3 separate regions of the Urocitellus parryii genome follow, and all the other regions are linked to region 2. Evidence: chromatin contacts called from public Hi-C data. All regions are on one chromosome and are shown on one strand. Each heading gives the region's core, a stretch centred on a gene start, on an enhancer-like site or on the middle of the called end of the contact. The rest is flanking DNA. Distances are from core to core; before and after follow the strand shown.

Evidence for each region. A called contact is a pair of places that touch in the nucleus more often than the background predicts.
Region 1: a Hi-C map of liver shows a contact between it and region 2, with 14 times the contacts expected there. The contact joins the promoter of Ctrl here to the promoter of C15H16orf86 in region 2. A contact is called at or near these places in 2 of 2 Hi-C or Micro-C datasets (liver and muscle).
Region 3: a Hi-C map of muscle shows a contact between it and region 2, with 4 times the contacts expected there. The contact joins the promoter of Ranbp10 here to the promoter of C15H16orf86 in region 2. A contact is called at or near these places in 2 of 2 Hi-C or Micro-C datasets (liver and muscle).

The regions. Positions count from the first base shown.
Region 1 is chr15:42,684,172-42,687,707 of mUroPar1.hap1, forward strand. It overlaps Ctrl (chymotrypsin like), which reads right to left and starts at 1,685. Exons shown (of 7, transcript XM_026413308.2): 1 at 1,597-1,685; 2 at 866-969; 3 at 695-774; 4 at 521-602; 5 at 186-366; 6 at 1-110. The coding sequence starts at 1,651. Psmb10 (proteasome 20S subunit beta 10) reads right to left here. Exons shown (of 9, transcript XM_026413313.2): 9 at 3,309-3,471. The coding sequence ends at 3,360.
Region 2 is chr15:42,451,908-42,455,309 of mUroPar1.hap1, forward strand. C15H16orf86 (chromosome 15 C16orf86 homolog) reads left to right here and starts at 1,611. Exons shown (of 5, transcript XM_026413239.1): 1 at 1,611-1,712; 2 at 1,943-2,166; 3 at 2,369-2,377; 4 at 2,551-2,768; 5 at 2,870-3,356. The coding sequence starts at 1,611. The coding sequence ends at 3,273. It overlaps Enkd1 (enkurin domain containing 1), which reads right to left and starts at 1,225. Exons shown (of 7, transcript XM_026413236.2): 1 at 982-1,225; 2 at 698-892; 3 at 1-34. The coding sequence starts at 1,117.
Region 3 is chr15:42,579,403-42,583,109 of mUroPar1.hap1, forward strand. It overlaps Ranbp10 (RAN binding protein 10), which reads right to left and starts at 2,341. Exons shown (of 14, transcript XM_026413229.2): 1 at 2,013-2,341; 2 at 1,119-1,230. The coding sequence starts at 2,247.

The sequences.
Region 1 (3,536 bases), core at 435-2,934, 230 kb after region 2:
ACCTGCACAGATCATGGAGTCAGTGATACGTGAGCCCCAGTACTGCCGGCATTGATTCACGGTGACTAGAGGTAGAACCACCTGCTGCAGACGTGCTGGTGTCACATTGCCTGTGGGCCAGGAAGGGATGGTCAGGTTGGTCCAAGATACCTCCCTCTCCTCCTGTTCAGGGCCCAGGTTCCTACCCACGCCACTGAGGCGTCCCCAGCCAGTGGTGACACATGTGAGGCCTTGAGGCAGTGCCTCATTTGAGGAAGCCAGGCAGACTGGTGAGATGTAGGTTGTGTATCGTGCTGGTGAGGCAAGCTTCAAGAGCGTCAGGTCATTGTTCAGAGTGGTGGGGTTCCAGCTTGGGTGTGTAATAGCCTGTGGAGCAGGAAGGGGCCATGTAGGGCTGGGATGGGCACAGGTACCCATCAATGGTGCTGAGATGGATAGGCCAGGACATGCCTGAATTCTTTCCCAGAGGAACCCACCTGTGACCCATTCTTCCTTCCCATGCATGCAGCCAGGCACTTACCTTTGAGATGGATAGTACCTGCACAGGCTCGGTGTTAGAAGATCGGTCGTACTCACCCAGGACAGCAAAGTGGCGCCCAGGACTGCAGTAAGAGATTGGTTGGGCATACGCTGGGAGGGCAGAGCAAGAGAGGGGCAGCCAAGTGGGCAGAGCAGGTGGGGTACAAGTACTCACCTGACATTGCAGTGGGCAGCAGTGACTACCCAGTACTGGTTGATGAGAGAGCCACCACAGAAGTGGAAGCCACTGCCGTCCTGGAGTCAGGGGTCAGAGTTGGAGGTGAACTCAGATTATATGTAGGCATGAAGCACTCAGGACCCTACCCCACCCTCAGGGTGTATATACCTGCAGGGAAACCTGCCAGGGCCAGGAGCCTGGCACAGCATTCTCCCCGTTGACAATCCTCTGGCTGAAGCTCAGTGATGGTTTAATGGCAGGAACTCCACAGCCTGACCATCCGGTTGGTGAGAATCAACACCCCAGCCCACCTCTCCCCACCTGCTTCCCCTGGATGTCCCCAGGCTGTGTGCCCCAGAGAGATCCAAATCAAAAGGAATTGTCACTAGCCCTTCTTCCCCCATCAGCACTTTCTGGGCCTCCAAAGCTATTGTGGTTTACCCTCCATGCAATCAATCTCTATTCTCCCACATCTCTTCAACTTAGTCCCTCCTGTTCTCCAACTCACCCCTGTACTCCAGCCCAGGCTCTTTTTCTCCCTGACCTCTGGTGTAGTCTCCTTCCTGGCCCTCTACCCATCCAGGCCTAAACAGTTCATACCCCTCATGCAGCTTGTGGACTCTTTCTAAACTACACACCCAACTTTCACAGCTCAGCTTCCTAAGCCCTCCCAGGCTTGACTCAAGCTCCTGTCCCATTTGTGAGACCAGCTCCATCCCATTCTTTCCCACTTCTGACCCTGCAGGCCCCTTCCTGCTCCTTTGCCCTGGTCCATTCTTTTTCCTTTGCATACCTGTTCATCTACTTCCCTTCTATCCAGCCTGGTTCCTGGACTGGTGCTGGGATTCTGGGTTGCCCCAAACTGGGCAACCAGTCAAGGCTGCTCCTGGCCCACTTACCCCAGGAGAAGCCAAAGAGGATCAAGCCGAGGGTCAGCCTGAGCAGTCGCATCATGGTAGGTGTGAGGTTGAGAACTAGGCCCAGCTTTATTTATGGGTATCTTTGTCCTTGGGCCAAAGTCCTAGGCCTGAGACCAGGCCAGCTGTGCAGGCTCAGCTCACTCCCATGCTCTATTTAGGCCAAGGTCCCCTGACCCAGGCCTGGACTTATCAGAGAGACCCCCAGGTGTGAGGTTCTCACCTCCACCTCCCAAAGCCTGGCCTCTGATTGGCTGCCTGAAGCACCACAAGCATTGGGCACGGGTACAAGGACATATGGTGAAACCAGATCTATAGTGTCAACCTGGTGGCCAGGACCAGGGAAGCCTCCCATAGCTATCAGGAGACTAGGCTTTCAGAGAAGGCTGCTCAGAATCCAGGAGTGTTCTGAGTGGAGGAGGGAATGGTCAGCTGTGGCCAGCTTTCCTAGGGAAGACTAAGGAAGGAGGTTCTGGGGGTTGCTAGTCCTAAAAGACATCCTCTCAGGGATTCCTCATCCATTTGGAACAGGAGTCAAATGGTGACTCTCCCACCAGCATGAGATGGAGTGGGACACAAACCCTCATGTGTATGACTCTGAACTCCATATTCTTATTAAATATAAGCTGAATCCTTGGTAACTAGCAAACCCTGGACTGAGGTTGTAGCTAGAAGGGTGATAGCAAACAAATCTCTGACACTTCCAGGTACTGGGGCTGTCATGGGAAAACCCTGGAGTCTACATCCCATTTGTTACTGAGTTCCAGGCTAAGTGTGAACTCATGGAGAGAAGACTCCCCTGTGTGGAGTTGCAACAGGTTAAGTTGGCTGGTTTCCTTCTAGGGATGTGAGGGTTTTGACTGACTCATTTTGACCTCAGACCAAAAATAAGGAAATGGGTGGATAGAGGGATGGATGGATAAGAAGATACAGACAGAAAATACAACAAAATATGAATTATTAAATCTGTGGTAGGTATATGGGTATTCAGTGGGTATATGGGTATTCAGTGAAAATTGAAACTTCTTCATTTAAGGGGTGTGTCAAGTGCAAGGCTAAGGAACACTTGATGAGAGCTTGCCTCTGGAGGGAGTTGATCCTATATCAGCACTTATAGCCCTCATTGGGCCCAGGGTGGATCTGACTAAGACATGTGGGCTTTGTCCTGTTTCACTGATGAGCCAGGGAAAGGCTCTGGGTAGTGTTGTGATGAGGTCTTATGGGTTTTACAACGTTCCCCAGGGGCACCAGGCACAGTGGTGTACATCTATAATCCAGTGACTCAGGAGGCTGATGGAAGAAGATCACAAGTTTGAGGCCAGCTTAGTGAGACCTTGTCTCAAAATAAGAAAGGGCTGGGGATGAAGCTCAGTGGTACAGTGTTCCTAGGTTCAATCCCCAGTAGAAGAGAGGGCAAAATCAAGGCAGGAGTGGTGGGGGAGCTTCTGTGGTGTGGACTAAGAAGGAAAATTAGAAGGAAGAAAGGATGGAAGCTTTCTCCTCAAGGCTGCAATGTTGGCCAGGGCTGGGGTTCTGGAAAAATAGATGCCTGAGGTGATGGGTGATAAGGCCAGGCACTGGAGCTGTGGGAGGTAGTGGCTCCTAAAGGGATATCTTAGCCAGATCCCTGCTGGCTTCCCGTCCTGCTCCACCCAAGAAGACACAGCCATCTGTTTAGTCTGTATAGATGTTTTTATTTTCTGGGTTTATTCCCCCTTGTTCTTAGCTGTAAACCCCAGACAACTTCACTCCACCTCCATGGCCTGCACAGTTTCTTCTAGGAGCTCCAAGTTCAATGACTTCACTGTCTGGGTCAGAATGGCTGTGGTTCCAGGTGCAAAGCGGTAGCCATCAGGCCTGGGAGGGAGGAGGTAAAGCCTCTGAGCATGTGGCTTGTCCTCTTCTTGCAGCCCCCTTTTTCC
Region 2 (3,402 bases), core at 361-2,860:
AGATTTTCCTTCTCATGGTCTTTAGGGTCCTTCCCTGGAGAAAATATGCTGCCATGCTCTGCTCCATGTATAGCCCATGCAACCCAACTTAAACTAGATCTTAGTATAGGCCCATACCCTGCCTCCTGCACAAAGATATCCCTGGCTCTCCTGTCTGGGTTAGACCCCACACACATATTCCATAGCATCAACTTATGCCTTTCCTTCCTAACATAGTACATATCTCTTTGTTATTTTTTACATTTTTAACTTGTTATTGTTTTGTGACATCAAACCTGAGGTCTTGTACATGCTAGGCAAACACTCTACTACTGAGCTACATCCCCACCCCAGTTTTTTACATTTTTATAGTGAAGTATACCATTAATCATCTCACATATTACACTCATCTCTTGTTTATTGCCTCCCACCTTAACTTTATGATGACCCACACTTGTCCTTGATTTTGTTTTCCTAGTATCTATATGAATCCTGTTTCAAAGTGTTTCATTGATGCATGAATGCATGAAGCTAGGACTTCCTGGGACTATCTCATTCAGTCCACTCCTGCGAGGAGGTAGTTCATTTCCTACTCCTTTTATATTGGGGAAACAGATCTACAGGGGCAAAGCCAGCGTCCAGATCAGGGAAGAAGGAGCAGCTCCTTTAGATCTCCACTTTTGATCTCCAACTGCTGCTCTTTCTGGCTGGGACTTACTCTTGGGAGAAGCTCCTGGACAGAGGGAGATGTCTCCCAGTTGCAGCAGCACATCCCCCATGCCTCGTTGGCTACGCTCCAGGATTTCTCGGGCTCCGGGCCTGATGCGGGGGCCACGGGGAGGGGCAGCGTCCAAATCAGGTTCCGATGTCAGCAGGTCCAGCTTCAAAGCGGTTTCCTCGAGGCGTCCTTGGGCTAGGAGATGGGACCGGGTGGAGTGCGGGGCTCAGTTATGGGGTGGGGAATTCGCCCCACCGCGGCACGCTCTGCACGCTCCAACTCACCCGAGGCGGGTCGCCGGTAGTAGTCAGGGCAGAGCGTAGGATCTGGGGGAATGGGCCCCGAAATGCGGGACGGGCCTTCGCACATGCTGCGGTCGACGCCCTGCAACGGTGCACCGAGGCCTGCCACGCTGCGCATCTCCCGCCGGAACCCCTTTCCCTACCCCGGTGCTTCCTCCTTCAACCCAGACCCTGCAGCCAGGCCGTGCTTTCCACTTCCAATCACTCCCCCAGCTCCCTCCGCGGTCCTGGCCCGGCCTACCCTTGCTGCCTTTGCGACCCCGATTTTAGCCCACTTCTTTGCGGGTTCGCTGTCCCTCTCCGCACGCCCCCCGCGGGGACTCACTTGATCAGTTTTGCCGCCAGCTTCTGCAACCTGACGGGAGTTGCTGTTGCCAGGCAACAAATAGCTTTCCATCTCTGAGGTCAGGGGTCAATGATCTGGCGATAAGCCTTCTGGGGCTTGTAGTTCCAGCCGAATGGGCCGAACAGCCTTCAGTCCCATTGGGAGCTAGGCTAGGCTCTAGCCGCCTGGCGGGTTCCTCAGTCAACACAGGGTCCACCAGTCCAGCCCCTGGGCGCCCGCTCTCCTACCGCAGCAACCGTCGAGAATGCTCTGACCCATCGAAGCCATGGCCTCAGGGGCCGAGAGGAAGCCAGGGGCCCCAGAGGGGACAATCGCAGGGCTGGTCCAGGTTGTGGAGGCACCAGTTAATCATGCTCAGAGCCCTGAGGTGATGGTCCTGATGATCTGGCCATCAGCCTTCAAACATTTGGCCACGGTGCTCTGAGGGCGGAACTTTGAGTGATCTGACCCCCTAACTGCCAGTTCAGGCCTTACAGCGGAGGGGCCCGGGCTGGTGCCCTTTCTCTGGTGTTTGGGGGCTGATGTTGGGCATCGAATGGCTGATTCCTACATCTTTTGTTTGGCCATGGCAACTAATTACCTATGTGTTGCCTCTAGTGCTCAGTGATGGGAAACCAGTGCCCAGTGCCAGCTTATGAGGCCTGCAGTACCCAGGGTGAAGACGTGTGTCCAACAGGACACTGCAGAGAGCCAGAGCTCCAGGAGGAGGGGATCAAGCTGGAGGAAGAAGTGCTTGAGGCAGAGGCAGGAGACGAGAGAGGCCCCAGGCTTGGGGCCTCCATCGTGGGGCCCAGTCATGGACTGAAGAGGAAACCTATCAAGTGAGGAGGTTTTTCAGAGGGAAGGAACTGCAGGGATGGGGTTGAGCCTCAAACTTACCCCTGGAGAATTCCTAAATCCTGTACGGCTGTGGGGCAGATCCTTGTCCCCTGCCACTATCATCACTCTGCCTATTCTGTTCCTCAAGAGCTCTGGCATAGGGAGCACCAGCACCAAGAGAGATGGAACCTCCATGTCTTGAAGGGGAATGAGGTCACATAAGTGCTGGGACCCTATTGGGCCTGGGATTTCATTGACCAAGAAAGGGATAGCTTTATAGTCCTGGATTGGTGGGATAGGCGGGGCTAGTCCCTAGGCTCAAGGCAAAGGAGCCAGAGGCTGAAGGCTGCCTCTCAGGCCTCTTGTTCCCAACTTTAGTCTCCCAGCCTCCCAGGACCTAGCTACCATGCCCATCCTAGGACTGAAGCTGAGCTGCCACCAGGGATGCTGCTGCAGAGAGAGGAGCTGGAGGGCTGTCAGAATGAACCCTCACCATCTGCCAAACAGCACAAAAAAGCCAAGAAACGCAAAAGTCTGGGGGCTCCCATGCTTCCAGCTATAGCCAGCACTGTGTCTGCACCCCCAGAGACCCTGGGGCTGGAGCGTGAGTGGCAGTCCTTGGGCTTTCCCTTCTTTCCCTGCTTGCTGGAGCTGACATTGCACAGCCTGGCGCTCCAGCCCCTGTCCTGCCCCGGGTCCTTGCAGGAAAAGCTCAGCGCCTCCGGCCATTGTACCAGTATATCAACTATTGCAACCCTGAGCTGAACCAGGCAGGGGAGGAAGACAGGGAGGCTGAGGTAGAGCCTGAGTCAGAGTTGGCCCTGGTTCCTGAGGAGGCAGGTGTGGAGCAGCTGCAGGCCTTGCTCCCTGTGGCAGGTGAGCTGGGCTTAGGTCTCCCTTTGCCCTATTCCAATGTGTTAGTTCCCCCCACTCATGCCTTGGCTCCCCTGGGAGAGGAGGCTGGAGTGGAGCTTGGGGTTTTGCCCAGCTTGGGGATGAGTCGCCACCTCAAGGCAGAGGTGGATAAGTCAACCCAGGTGGATATCGACAAGATGCTGAGTGTCTGCACTGCTCCCCTTGTGCCCCCACTCTCCCCTCAGTACAAGTGACTTCACCCACTGGGTGTTCCCATTCTCCAGGCCTGACCCAGGGCTGTAGCCTGAGGGCTAGATGGAGGGGGGAATTTGGCCCCTGTTCCCATTTGAGAACTTGGAAAATAAACATTTTTCCTTTTCTAA
Region 3 (3,707 bases), core at 1,091-3,590, 130 kb after region 2:
GATGGGGATAAAAAGTGAAAGATCCAACAACTTCCCATGATTAGAATCTCAAAACCATCAAATGCTAGGATTAAAAGCAGCTTAGATGGTGGCCTAGCTCCCCAGAGTGTACATGAGAAGACTGGAGTCCCAAGATCTATCCAAATCCTCAGAGCCCTGCCAGGTGGGGGAGTTACAGCTTCCCTGAAGCAGGCTAGGCTCTTACTCTGGCAGTCCTACCCCAGCACAGTCCCTTGGGCAGGCATTTTGCACACACAAGGGAAACAGTTCCTAGGAGAGAAGAATTATTCTAAATGATAGGAAACACAAACTCAGGGTCAGCAAGGAGGTCACTGGTAGGGTTAACAAACTTCCCACACCAAACCTAAGGTCTGATGAAGAAAGTTTCTCCAAGGCAATTGCAGTCACTTTATTTCATAGTTTAAATACTTTAAACATAGCCACTGGAAAAAAAAGGAAGAGTGAGAGAAAAAAGAGATTGAAAAATGTCCCCTCTAATATCCTGTGTCTGCTTAAATCACCCTAAAGTAAGGAGTCTCCCTAGTGCTGACTTTAATAAGGACCTTCCTAAAGCTGGTCCAACTGGTGTTCAAGTCCCTAGACTGAAAAACAAGTTTATGAGCAGCAGGTCACCTGATTCTGACCATGTATATGCTATTTACCCTGAGATGACAGTGGCCACCATAGCTTTGATGAATGCTGCAAAGGCTCTATTATCCCTTTGAAGCATACTGGGGCCTCTACATGACTAAATCCCATAAAAAGGAAACCTGGGTGGGAAAGAAGGGAAGACACAAACATCATGCCCTGGTGGGAAAAACCTCATTCTGGACACTGAATTGTTAATGAAAACTTGTTACTTGTGTCCCTGATTTGTGAAATATGTGATTACATCATCACTAAAAAAAGTTCCCTGTTTTACCCACAATGTGCCTACTTGCTGTCAAGGCCCACTGCTTAGACTTGAACATTGCCCACAGTCAAGGGACAGAGGCAGCCCAGACCCAAGTGGCTTAGCAGATTCATATCAGTCATAAATGTCAGCCAGGAGAACCCAAACTCTGACCACAGAGAACAACCCAGTGTTGGGGACAAGAGAGTGGTAATGAGAGACTTACCCATCTCTTCCTTTGCTGACAATCTTTACTTCAAAGTAATAAATACCACAGGCAGCAGGTATGGGATGGGTGGCACGCACTGAAGCTGCATCTTTGTGATTTTTGCCATGACCTAAAGGGAGAGGGCAAGGAATAAATTTCAGCAGAAGGAAATAAAAATGGAAGGCTCATTCTCTCTGCTCCACGGTAACTTCACCCCTCACTGGCCAGAGTAAACCCTTATGCAGTCCAAGGAATAATTAAACAACTGAGTAAATAGATAAACCTCCCACCTTTGGCTCACCTCCTCCTGAGACTAGTTGCCTGACTGAGCCACATTCCCCCATAACAACAAAACAAGGGCACAGTCAATGTGGATCCATGTGAGAGATGCCTGAGTGCAACTGGCAGTCTCTCCACAATCCAGGCAGCCCACCTGAGACACCAGGGGAAGGAGGAGACAGACTAGGAAGTCATTCCCACCAACAACTTTAGCACAGAACCCCAGGCCCAGTCCGGGATGACTGACAAGCAGGCCAGTCCATGCACTACTGGCTAATGGAGAGGGATGTTATCGCCTCTTTTTGCCCGACTCCTGAAACAAAGTGGAAAAGGGCTGAACTGGAGTTGGAGACAGCCCAGGACAAGCAAGGAGGCCCTAAAGTGAAAGGTCCAGCTCAGAACTGGTTTAGACACCTGTTGCAGTTATTTTGACGTTGGGTGTCTCAGGGCTGAGCAAAGCAGGCAGTCAACCCTCGGCCTGGTCAGCTCCACCACTCTGGACACTCCGCAGGGACGAAGGCCTATCTTGGAGCCCCAAGGCAGATACAGGGACGTGATGCAGCAGAGGCCAAGCAACACAGCTGCCCTGCGGACACTACGGACTTATCCTCCTGGGATCAGACAGGCCGATACCTTTGTAGTGGACGCGGAGGTTGCCCTGGGAGAGGCCGATGTAGTTGTACTTGTCCTTGGGGCTCCAGGAGCGCGGCAGAGGCGTCTCGTGCTGGTTGACCGCGGGGTACAGGCGCTGCAGGCGCCGGCTCAGCTCCTGCTCCCCGGGGGATGGCAGCCCACCCGCAGCGCCCCCGCCAGAGGAGTCTCCTGCCTGAGGGCTCCCAGCTCCCGGGTCCGCCGTCGCCGCCGCCATCTTGGAGGGAGCTGCTATTGTGTCACTGGGGGCGGGGAGGAGCGCGACCAGATCCGCCCAGCTCAGCCAATGGCTCGCGAGCCTCCCGGGGCCTCAGGGAAACTGAGTCCGAGTCGGGCACTTCTCTTTGGACACTGCCACGCCTCACCACATTTTGGACTGCATCTCCCACAATGCAGAGCTCCACAGGGGCGAGCCAATGCGGGCTGAGAGGGAAATTCGGGAGATGTAGTACACACCTGCTCCGTCCTAAGGCTGTCCAGCTGAGACTCCAGGACCCCGAAAACTACAATTCCCGCAGACAAAGCGGCCTCCGGCCTCTCGGCTCTCCTTCCTCCCCTGTGGTCTCTGCTTATCTCCCTGACTCAATTCTGTCGCTAATGTCAAACTTGCTGTATTGACTGTCTCCCAGGGCACCCTGTGCCCATGTCGAGTCCACCCTAACTTCTTGGTCTTCCTCCGAGCCCGCGGTCGCTGGACTGGGGGCGTGGCAGAGGTCGGATCCCGCCCTCACCGCCGGGCTGCTGGGGCCTGGTCGCCATGGCAACAAGCTGTACACTCCCGCAGCTTCCCGGGCAGTGGGTGCTGGCCACACGCCTGCCGGAGGGTCATGGCCTCCCTGCCGTCGCAGCGCTACAGCTTCTCCAAGTCGAGGTAGGCGGTAACCCGGCTAAGGGCGGAGAGGATGGCTTCCAGAGAGAAAGATGACACCTGGTCCCGACCTCTGCAACACCTGCTGGCTTCTGTCCTTCGGGCTGGGGCTTCAGCCCGGCAGAATTAGTGGTGCAGAAGCAGTTAGAATTCTGGCTGACTTGTCAGTCCAGTGAGGACATTACGTGTCAACAAAAAGGCAGGATAACAAAAGGGCCGGCACACTTTACTATTAGTAATCACAACTATCTTGTATTGAACATTAATATGCTGAATGCTTTCTGTACCACGTATAACCCTCACAACACTTCTATGAGGTAGTTACATCACCATTTTAAAGACATCTAAGCCTGGAGAGCTCATATGTTTTACACATACTTATGAATGGTGGAGTTAAAATTTGAACCCAGGCTGGACGTGGTGGTGAAATCCTGTATCCCAGCAACCTGCAATGCTGAGGCAGGAAAATCACAAGTTCAAGGTCAGCCTGAACAATTTAGCAAGACCCTGTCTCAAAATAAAAAATAAAAAGGTCTGGGGATGTAGATTAGTGGTAAAAACATTCCTGGGATCAATCCCAACAACTCAAGAGGTTAAAAGCAGGAGGATTATAAGTTCAAAGCCAGCCTTAGCAATTTAGTGAGACCCTGTTCCCAAAATAATTTCTTTTTTTGGTACTAAGGCACTGTAATACAGTGGTACTCTACCACTAAACTATGCCCCCAGCCCTTGATTCAGTGGTCAAGTTCAATCCCCAGTATTCCCCCACCCCAAAAAAAAAATACATCCTCCCCAGCTCTCTTTAAACT